3 separate regions of the Zea mays genome follow, and all the other regions are linked to region 2. A link is a contact called in public Hi-C data. All regions are on one chromosome and are shown on one strand. The core of a region is the stretch at or near the end of the contact, and the rest is flanking DNA. Distances in the headings are between cores, read along the strand shown. Region 1 holds the start of LOC100280776 (subtilisin-chymotrypsin inhibitor CI-1C). Region 2 holds the start of LOC100382828. Region 3 holds the start of LOC100193562 (putative protein kinase superfamily protein).

Region 1 (3,814 bases), core at 1,127-3,626, 250 kb before region 2:
AGGCATAGCGTAAAAAATGCTGTTTTCTTACTCTCGTCACCGCAGTTCATGTGCTGTGTTTTGAGTTGACATGATGTACTTGATGTGTCCGTTGACTAACATATGGTTGTCTAACATATATAATAGCGTTCCATTTTGTTCTTAAACCATGCAGGCTTATCAAGTATTCTAACAATGTTTCTGCAGAACATTGCAAACATGTTAAATAATTCTTGCTTAACAACTTCTTCCACCCCTCAATATAAGTGTTCTTGGCTATCCAACTGGATAAGCATTTGTTCACATGCTTAGCCAAAATCCGTTGTATTTCGGAATGGAGGTGGCAGTGTTTACATTGTGTGCTGGAACTAGGGTGGTAATAAGCTCTAAATTTTACAATATAAAATAAAATTGAAGGATCAAGCTTTATTTCTATTTATTTTTGAACTAAAATTAACTGAGAGCTCAAACGAATAACATTTGGATCTTTGATCCATTGCTACCTCTAGCTGGAATCGATATTTGGTTTGGTTCCGTCTACACTGAAGGAAACTGAACCATGTCTACGCGCTTCAAATTTCAACAGCCTTTCACTTTTTTACCATATGTGATTTCATAATGCTATTTAGTTTTTATTAGAGAAACGGATTTGTAAGCAGCAGTACATGTTTTTTTGAGTAAAATATGCAAAATATTGCTTTCTGAGTACTTAAAATGAAGCCTGGAATATTCAAATTAAACAAGCACTAAAGCTAACAAAATTGGCTCTACAGATGTGTTACAAAAGCTAATCTCAATACCGACATACCGTACACATCAGGCTGGATACTGAGATTAGAAGTTACACTAAAGTCAGCATTAGTTAATAAGTTATAGTGCATGGCAAATAGGAACCAAGCCTGAACTAATTGAAACTGGTGTATCTATGTACTCCATCCATTTGAATTTATAATTTATTTGATTTTTACATCAAATTTGACCGTCTCGTTTTATTAAAATAATCCATAGTTATTATTCATTTTTCCATGATATTGTTAAGTATACAATATACTTTAAGTATAACTTTGATTTTTTTATTTCAAAATTTGGATAAGACGAGTGAGTTAAACTTAATAAAAAGTTAAATGATTATAAATTGGGATGGTGGGAGTATTTATTAATCCCTTTCCCCCCCAAGAGAAGTACGGCGTGCAATGCCATGGGCAGCGATAGAGCTCTGGATATAAATCAAGAATCTATATAGATTGTTTTTTTTCTAGATAACTCAAAACACATACAAGAAAAATGCACTTTATGGCACTGGCCAAAGAAGAGAAAGACCTTTCTCAGTTGGAGGACATGATTAAGAAGGCTGCTTGTTCTTCTTATTAAATTTTAGTCCCTGCCACATCGAATATTTAGATGTTACTAGTTACAAGTATTAAATGTAATTTAATTACATAAATAATGATTAAATGATAAGATGAGCCTATTAAACCTAATTAGTCCATAATTCGATTATTGATGTTATGATGCTAATCATGAATTAATTAGGTTTAATAAGTTTATCTCACTATTTAGTCTTATACTGTATTTAGTTTTATAATAATTAAAGTATATTTAATATTTGCAAATGCATTCAAACATATGATACGACATAAACTAAACTCTAGGTCATGAAACCAAACACCCCTCGCCCCTACGGGTGACTTGCGCAGACCACCCTGCGGCCGCTAAAAACCCTCTAACACCTCTCCCCCGACCTCGCCACTGCTAGGGCATTTCATCGGAGCCCAGGATATATATTTTGTTTGGAATGAGCGACCATCCCTGACTTTGCTGTTCCGATTTTTGAGCTCATGGGCGGGCGTCGTCAACATCGGCAACGACGACGGAAGTGGTAGCGGCGGAGAGGATGGAGATGCAAAGAGAAACGGGAAAAGTGGTGTGTGTCCAGGAGTGGGAAAAAGAAGACGTGAGATGGCGAGAGTGAGGCGTGAAGGGCACGCGCCCGGCAAAAACTATGGTCTAGACCATAGTATCCAAGACTCTAAAAATATTGGGATTTTAGCTATACCATGGTATTTAACATGGTATTTAAAACGCTGCGGAATTCGTCGTTTGCATCGGCGCCGAAATTGCAATGCCGGCCGTGGAACTAGGACAGAACACGCAGGCCACGGAGACGGACTCGTTCCAAGCCGGCCGCATCCGACACCCACAAGGCGCAGAACCCAGAAAAAAAAAAGAAGAAGCGAAGCGAGAGATGCCAAGGGTGTGGTTTGGTTTGCTTGCACCAAATGTCAGCTTGAATTCGAAGCCAAATGACGCAAAGGCATCCCGCATCCCATGTGAACGATGCCTGGTCTCTTCTGGTTCCCATCTATATATATAGCAAGCTATCCATGCGCAAAACCAAAGAGGATCGATCCATCAGCTAGCTATCCATTGGACGCAGTCCGTGAGTGAAAATGAGCCATAGCCATAGCACTAAGACATCGTGGCCGGAGGTGGAGGGGATGCCTGCTGAGGTGGCGAAGCGCAAGATCCAGGAGGACCGCCCGGACATCCAGGTGATCCTTGTGCCTGTCGACTCCGCCGTGACCGATGACTTCAACACCAAGCGCGTCCGCGTCTTCTTCGACAAGGCCGGCAACGTGGCACAAGTCCCCAAGATCGGCTAGGGCAAATAGTGTCGTTACTTCAGTTCTATCCAGTCGAAGCTCATCTTAGTTGTATGCGGTGTTATATACAGTATTATGCACTCGTATTTTAACTTTCAAGATGCAGCTTTACGACCATATTATTCAAAAACGGCCGAGTTATATATAACCCGTATATATTTGGGAGTACTTCTATCCGAATAAATTCTCTTGAAATTCTTTTGAGTAAGCAAGGGCGGAGCCAAGGAAAAAAACTAGGAGGGATCATCAAATTAAACCGCTATAGTATATGAGTCTCTTCTACATTATATCATGTATATTTTAAATTTTAGAGGATGTTTTAGTAGAGCTTCATAGACTCAGGATGCAGGAGCCATAGAGGGCTCGAGCCTCGGGTGTCGCCGTTGCTTCCGCAGGACCAATTTATCTTAGGGCTAGTTTGGAAACTCAAATCCCCTTCGAGATTGGAGAGGAAATTAGTTCATTTCCACCCCAATCCCCTCCAATTTCGAAGGGGATTTGAGGTTCCCAAAGTAGCCATAAGAGTAACTCCAAAAGGATGTTAAAAATTTTACCCTAAAAATTGATTATTAAGAGCAATCTAAAAAAATTTAAGAGTGAATTATGATGGGTACTCAAACAGTTTCTTTAAATGTGACATGTGGCACAATCTGTACAGTCGTCGGGAGACCGTGGATGATCTGATACGTTGAGGAATGGATTGGGGAGGGATAGAACACACCAAAATATGAGGGAGAAGAGGCTGTGGATGCGGGACGCTAATTTTTTGGGGGAAGAATGAGTGAGCTGTTGGAATAAGAAAAACCACTATTCTTGACTAATATCTATTTTAGGGTTAGTTTATACGTTCTTTTGGAGTTGCTCTAACTAGTAATTTGTTGGTTTATAAATCCACGTTGAATTCCAATACCACACTACACATACACGTATTAACTGTCAAAGCGACATAAAATACCTCATCCCCTTATATGGTCATCCAACACCAAAACCAATATAGAAATGATTTAAATCACATTTTTCTTTCAATCTCCACCTTTTTGGTGATTGATGCCAACACAACCAAAACAAATATGAAACATTTATAAATTGAAACTTGTTTGCTAAGGATCATATGTTCATAAAATCTTTACAACTAATTAAGTACTCAGTGTAGGCGTCCACATGCGCGTGTT
Region 2 (3,769 bases), core at 902-3,401:
AAAACATTGATTGTGCCAATGTGGACGCACATTACCAGGTATTCCAGGAGTTTTGTGTCCTTCTTGGCCCTAGTTTCTGCAATATCCCAGCATCCTTTCTCAGCCAACTTCTTTACTGAACTGCGAATAGTAAAATGTTTCGCAATTCTAGAAGTTTGCTAAAGAATACATATATATATGTAGGTGTGGGTGAGCAACAGGAATGTCAGTATGTCACCTCTCTTTATACAAATAGCTAACATCTGGAAACTCTTCTGTGAGTTCATGTTCTTTGACCAATTTGTTTGCACTCTTCAGCATTTTCATATCTAGATACTTTTGAACGACTAGCGATATCATTTCCTTGCCCATGAAAATAGCACACTGCTCTGCAATCTCTAATTGATTGTTTTTAATCAATTTTATGATGAAGGACTCATCACAGCATTGGATGGAAAAATGTGTTATTAGAGTCACAGCAAGTGCATTGGATTCTGATTCCATACAGCGCTTAACTTGCTGTCTGAGATGTTCACGTGCTTTCATTAGATCACCATCGTCCAACTCTGAATCATACAAAGCACGGGCCATGTCTCTCAACTCAATTTCAAATGTCTCAAGAAGCTTGACCAATATGCGGTTCTCATGGGGTACAATAGAATCAAGGATATCAAGAACAAGTTGTGCGGCAAGGTGCTTTGCCTCCAAGAAATCTTTCTGTGCTGATTCCACAGATTTCAAGTGCTTTAAAGAGGATGTCAACATATGGCTGAACCCTTCAGAATAAGTTTTCCCCAGCAGAGGTACAATATACATACACTGGACAACATATGTGAACGGGCCTGGCTGTGGACCATTATGCAATGCCACTTTTACCAGCTGCATGAGGATCTTAAACTTTGAGGTTGCTTTGTTCGTACCTGAGTTAAAAGTTAACAAAAGATCAGAACCTCAGATGTCAGCATAACCAAGCATTATAAAAGCTATAAAGAAGATAATTAAGGGTTATAGCAATACTGCATTTAAAAATATATAAATTTCAGAGAACATTTTGTTTTTAAATAAACAGTAATTTATTTGTAAGCATTACTACATCAGTCAAATTTTGATAAAATTTTGTGATAGTGATAAAAAAACATATTGTGATTATTAAAAATTTTACTCTGTCCCTCCAATTACAGATTCCATAGGAACTGATAAGAAAAGCCAGTAGTTAACAATATACAAATGTAATGATTGTCTCCTTTCAGCAGCTCTTTTAGAAGATATGCTGTGAGAATTCAACTTCACAGTGAAACAAGATCAGCAGCAGAGTAGATTTCAATAGATGAAGCAATATAAATAGAGAAACATGCAATTTATTTGTAGGCGTACCATATCCATAGCAGTCCTTTAAGAGATAAATAAAAGTGGCTGCAGGGACGTGTGATAGATCAGAAAATGCATGTAAACGTATGGAGCGCTGCTCATCATGCTGATTAGTTTCAGGGCCTTCTGGAGTAACTTGTTCAAAACGACCCATGCTTCAAAGCGCAGCTAGCCTGTATAGAACAGCACAGATCTGGAATCAAACATCAAGAATGCAACTTCCTTTCCATGAAAAATATACTTATTGTGTGGCCTATGGTTCTAACGGACATGAAAGCATTGTGTATTTAATATTCATCTACTTCAAATCAACTCTAGCACATGAAAAAACTCTATTTCAGTAATATATTGGACCAAGTCTGAATTCTACTGTTGTCGATCAACACTAGCACATGAACAAAATTCAACCACATTCCAATTTACTGATCCTAATCTACTTTGTATTTGCAGTTGTGCATCAATATTTCTATTTCGCAATTTCAGCACATGAACAAAAATACAATCACTGTCTGCAGAACGAGATTGGAGATAGGAGAGCAGGAAGAACGTCAGAGGAGGCTCACTGCGGCGGCTCGGCCAGTGGTCGGTGGTCGGTGGTCGGCGGAAGGCAGTCGGCTGGACGGCTGCAGCTCCAGCGGCGCCGCGCCGTGGCCGAGGCAGATCTTGGCGGAGACTCGGAGGCGCTGCGATGACGCGTGCGGGATAGGGGCGACGTCGGCGACCTGGTCCGGTCGGACGGCAGAAGGGCGGCGGCCACAGAACGCTAGGCGCCGGTCGCTCACCTGCACTGCGGGATTACCTCACGGCCCCTATCAGAGTTATCTCAATCATTCTTAACGAAGGGCTTTCGGTTCTACCCAATCCATATGAATTGAGGTGAATTGAAGGAGTTTCAATCTCTAACAAATTAAAATTTCTCTTAATCCGTATCAATCCGCTCTAATCCATACAGATTAAAAATAACCGAACAAGCCCTTAAGGGGATGTTTAATTTTTATAATCTAATTTTTAGTTCTATTTTTTAATCTCTTTTAGTTCCTATATTACCAAACACATGAACTAAAATAGAGATAATATATTTTATAGTTTATTTTTTATATCATAAATATTATATCAAAGTACGTAAAATATCGAAGAGAGAAAGTTTTAGGAGTGTGGGATGTAAGTCGCGGTGTGTTAAATCTAGACGTGACTAGGTGTCAGCATGAGGACACTTAGGTTTGGGTCGTTGTGTGCAATACTATCCGATCTTTTGCTACTCATCGATTAATAAACAAGAAAATTACAAGCCCATGCACCACTAATCATCAAGAACTCCTAGCTCGTCCTTACTTCTTAGTTGTTGTGTGAGTTCTAATCTATTGATATTAATTCACCTTTATGTTTGTCCATTGTAGAGTGACCTAGAGAGCATACCATTCTCTAAACTTTAGAGAGTCTGGAACCTCGTCTCCCTTTTATAGTACAGGAGACGAGAGATATTACAAAGATAAATCTAGAATCCCATCTGATAAGACCTAACTATCATATTCTTATCCTGTTCCTAGAGTCGTACCATGAGCCATGCCTTCGGTCGTGGCGGTATCACGGATGTCCTTCACCAATCGGTCACCATACTTGTCGTAGGGACATGTATGATATGTCGTATTTGTGGGGAGTGGGGACTAAGGCTAGGACTGGGCAATCAGTTAATCGAAACTTTTTTGCTCAGTTTTTTGTTTTTTAAAGTTCGATTTCTAGATAATGGCAACTAAATTTTTGTTTAGAAAAGGAAAAAATCGAACCTTTGGTTAGCCATATGGTTCGGTTCGGTTTTTGGTTTAACCAAAAATCGAACTTCACGTGACAAGGTGGGACCGTGAGCAACGAGCGTGAGGCCATGATGGGATTGACCCGGTAACCCGGCTCCTAGCGGTGTGAGCGTCTAGCAGCTAGTGGGAAGTGGGATTGAGAAGGTTACATGCCCCATGACCGTGTGACCAGCCCATCGACTGGATGAAGGTGCACACATGGGTCAAAATGGGATTTTAAACTAGTGGGCTAATGGTTTAGTTTTTTCGGTTTAAACCAAACTAAAAACCGAAAACCGAACTAAATTTCGGTTTTTGAAGAATGGTAACCGAAGAATACTTCGGTTTGGCCGTTTCCGGTTTTTCGGTTTTGGTTCCGCTTTTCGGTTACGTTTTCGTTTTTCAGTCTTCGGTTTCAGTTTTTATGCATAGGTCTAACTGAGGCACATGTTATTTACTACGATGTAGCTGGCAACTTGGGTAGTGTTATGCACTCAGTACAATGCCATGATGACACGTGGCTATATGATTGATGCATCTACTGAATAGTGGTCTCAAGTACCATGTATCCCAAGTCGTGGCAATCATGCCTATTAGACCTATAATATCACATATCATACATTTTATGTGTT
Region 3 (3,568 bases), core at 994-3,493, 190 kb after region 2:
CATCATCGGGCAAAATAAATATGCTCCGGCATGATGCAGCAACAATATCAACTTAGGTTTTGGTTACACGCGATACATACATCAGTCTCTATATTGCTTTGAAAATAGGAGGAAGGAGCGAAACAGGAAGAGAAAAAGAGAGTAACGCCTGAATTTGGGGAATATTGGAGAAGAAAATTTATGCCCCCAAATTCAGGGCGTTACATATTGGAGAAGAAAATTTATACCCCTAAATTCAGGGTGTTACACTATGTACAGAGCAGATGGCATATTACGATGCCCCCTGATTTCGGGGGTCTTTGGTTTCGCGGGGCTAAATTTTAGTCCCATCACATCAACAATTTTACTACTAGTTAGATGTATTAAATATAATTTAATTATAAAACTAATTACATCGATAAGGAGTAAATAGTAAGATGAGTCTTTTATGTCTAATTAGTCAATGATTCGATCATTAGATGTACAATTAATATTTGCTAATCGTGGATTAATTAGGCTTAAAAATTTTATCCATTGTTTAGTCTTTAGTTGTGTAATTAATTTTGTAATTAGACTAGATTTAATACTAGTAATAGACATTCAAATATCCGATGTGACACGAGCTAAACTTTAGGTGGTGTTTGAATGAGCCATTGGCAATTTTGCCATTATCATTTGTGGGCTTGGCCAGTATGCCATCGGACCCACAAATCATAGACACAGACGGCCCCACCAGTCATAGACACAGGATGGCATAATAACAGGCAGCCAAAATTGAGAGTGGCAAAATAGCAAATTTCTCTGTTTGAATGCACTGTAGAACTAATAGTTAGATGTTAAAATTAGTTGAAGGTATCCAAAACATCTAGCTAATAGTTCAGCTATTATCTACTTTTAGCAAATTAGCTAATAGTTAGCTAGCTATTTCCACTAGCTATTTTTAGCCAATGTTTGGTAGCCCCGTCACATCTGATGTTTGACAACTAGTTAGAGGTATTAAATATAGTCTAATTATAAAATTAATTATACAGATAAAGAATACACAGTAAGACGAATCTTTTAAGTCTAATTAGTCAATGATTTGATTACGTGATGCTACAGTAAATATTTGCTAATTGTGGATTAATTAGGTTTAAAATTTTTTGTCTCTATTTCTAGTCTTTAGCTGCGTTATTAGTTTTATAATTAGACTGTATTTAATACAGTTAATAGGCATTCAAACATCCGATGTGATACTGACTAAACTTTAGTGTCTAAAACCAGTTTTGTTTTTATAGTGCTAAAGTTTAGCACGTGCTAAACTTTTGCACTTGGGAGTTGTTTGAATACAAGTACTAAACTTTAGCATATTATTCTTAATTAATGCCTAAACTAGTAGCAATACAATAGACGACGGGTGGGGAGGAGAGAGAAGGGGCATTTGGTGGGGGAGATGGAAAGAAGAGAAAAATGGGGTTGAGACCACTTTTTGCACAATTTAGCTAAAGTGCTAATAGATGCTAAACTTTAGCATAATACTTTTAGCCAATCTATTTGGTTCCCTAGGAGCTAAACTTTAGCAAAAGGTGTGATGCTAAACTTTAGCAAGGGGAAAAACATGCCTTGCTAAACTTCAGCACTTGAGGGTTGTTTGATACAAGTGTTAAACTTTACCATATTACCCTTAATTAATACTCCATCCATCCCAAAATAAAATAGGTTTTACATTTTTAGTTGATTCATACACAAATTAAGATATTTTTTTATATATGTGTCTAGATTCGTTATCATATATTTGAAAATAGACATAAAAATCAAAAACTAAAATGACTAATAATTTAGAACGAAGAAAATATCTCTTTTAAACAAGAAGTAGCTAACGAGGAGCATACGGTCGCTTGTGGGGGGAGAGAGAGCAGGGTATTCAATGAGGAAAGAGAGAAAAAGAGAGAAATATCACTGGGACTAGTTTTAGCATAGTAGTTTAGTATCTTTTGTGAAACTAAAGTATTAATAGAGTGTTTAAATGTACTAAAACTAATAATTAGTTGGATAGAAATTGTTAGTGAAATTAGCTAGCTAATAAATAGATGCCTAACTATTAATTAATTATAAAATAACTAATAGTTAAACTATTAGGTAGGGTAGGATGTTTGAATTTCTTAACTAATTTTAGTCGCTAAGTTAATTGCATTCAACACTCAAACGTACGAACACTAAACCCTAAACCAAACACGGTGCATTTTAGAAATAAAATACTGTGACTTTAGCGACGGAAACAAACAAAGCCTGTCTAGAACCAAACACCCCTCTCCACCGACTGCAAATAATCCGACTCCCACTGCTGGGTGCCCTGTCCCCTACCTCGGGTTCCGCGCAGAGGAAGGTGAGACACCAATTCCACTCCCAAACCCCACGAAAACCCTCGCCGTCTTCGTCCAAATCACTCGCTTGATCTCTCCTCTCCGAACCCGGCAACCCCTTGAACTAGGGTTCCAGCGACCCAATGACGGACGGCGACGACGAGTACAAGCGCGAGGAGTCGGTGGCCCTGCTGGTCATCGTCTTCCTCGCCGCGCTCTCGCTCCTTTCCGTCATCGCTGCCTTCGCCTACTACTGCTACATTACTCGCAAGGTCTCCCGTCGCCTCCAGGCGTTCCATATCCCCAAGCGTTCCAGCTCCCATCATACGCTTCCTCCCCGGGCCCTGCCGCCGCAGCAGCAGGGGACGGACAACCCGTCCAGTAACTCCACCAGAGATGGTGTCGGAGCGGCGGCGATGTCGGTGGTGGCTGCTGGGGAGAGGGGCGTGCAGGTGTTCAGCTACCGGCAGCTTCACGCGGCCACGGGTGGGTTTGACCGGGCGCACATGGTTGGGCAGGGCAGCTTCGGGACCGTGTACCGCGGGGTGCTCCCCGACGGGAGGAAGGTCGCGGTCAAGCTCATGGACCGCCCAGGGAAACAGGGAGAAGATGAGTTTGAGATGGAGGTAAAAACAATTATTTTTGTGCGTTTGGATCGTTGCTACTCAGCGCCGAATGCGGGTGTTTCCACGTGCTGGCTTTGGGGCTGGGACAGAATTCACCGCGTCCTGTACCGTGTTCTCACGGTTGGTAACTACTGGATCTGGCCATTGCGGTTTGGGTTTGGTGAAGCTCTGCCGTCCACATCAGTGATTATCGTTAGTGCAAATGGGTCACTGTGCGTTGGGGGTTCCCGTGGTTGTTCACTTAAAGATCATATCCTCTTTCTAAACATGGACCAGTAACAGAGTAACTTGTGGTAAGTGCGAAGTTCTCTACTGTTTACTAACTGTAAAATTTGGTCCCCACAAAATTCCTCCTGTGGAGGTGAGGTTTATGTTTAAACTTCGGCTGGATTATTTGAGATTCTCGATTGTGAGATTGTGATTATTGGCTTGTTGTGGTGTTTATTTAGTTGTAGTAATCGTAACGGTTGGTAAGCACATGTATGTGAATCACTTAGTTCTTATTAGTTGTCCATGGATAACTTTGTAGTCTTCTTGCATGAGTTGAGGGTAATGTGACCATTTTCATTAGCAAGATTTTGGTCAAATTTAAACAGATTTGGAGTGGAATGGGTGAAATTT

What was found. Hi-C and Micro-C count contacts between places; a contact is called where the count stands out from the background.
Region 1: a contact with region 2 is called in a Hi-C map of ear, with 2.2 times the contacts expected there. The contact joins the promoter of LOC100280776 here to the promoter of LOC100382828 in region 2. A contact is called at or near these places in 7 of 25 Hi-C or Micro-C datasets (ear, endosperm, leaf and 2 more).
Region 3: a Hi-C map of ear shows a contact between it and region 2, with 2.5 times the contacts expected there. The contact joins the promoter of LOC100193562 here to the promoter of LOC100382828 in region 2. A contact is called at or near these places in 3 of 25 Hi-C or Micro-C datasets (ear, leaf and tassel).

What each region holds. Positions count from the first base shown.
Region 1 is chr8:95,678,949-95,682,762 of Zm-B73-REFERENCE-NAM-5.0, reverse strand. It overlaps LOC100280776 (subtilisin-chymotrypsin inhibitor CI-1C), which reads left to right and starts at 2,376. Exons shown (of 1, transcript NM_001153698.3): 1 at 2,376-2,807. The coding sequence starts at 2,430. The coding sequence ends at 2,642. LOC103637104 (lysophospholipid acyltransferase LPEAT1) reads left to right here. Exons shown (of 9, transcript NM_001411375.1): 9 at 155-413. The coding sequence ends at 291.
Region 2 is chr8:95,431,163-95,434,931 of Zm-B73-REFERENCE-NAM-5.0, reverse strand. It overlaps LOC100382828, which reads right to left and starts at 2,151. Exons shown (of 11, transcript NM_001361684.1): 1 at 1,911-2,151; 2 at 1,354-1,520; 3 at 218-899; 4 at 36-120. The coding sequence starts at 1,501.
Region 3 is chr8:95,240,664-95,244,231 of Zm-B73-REFERENCE-NAM-5.0, reverse strand. It overlaps LOC100193562 (putative protein kinase superfamily protein), which reads left to right and starts at 2,243. Exons shown (of 5, transcript NM_001138671.3): 1 at 2,243-2,947. The coding sequence starts at 2,465.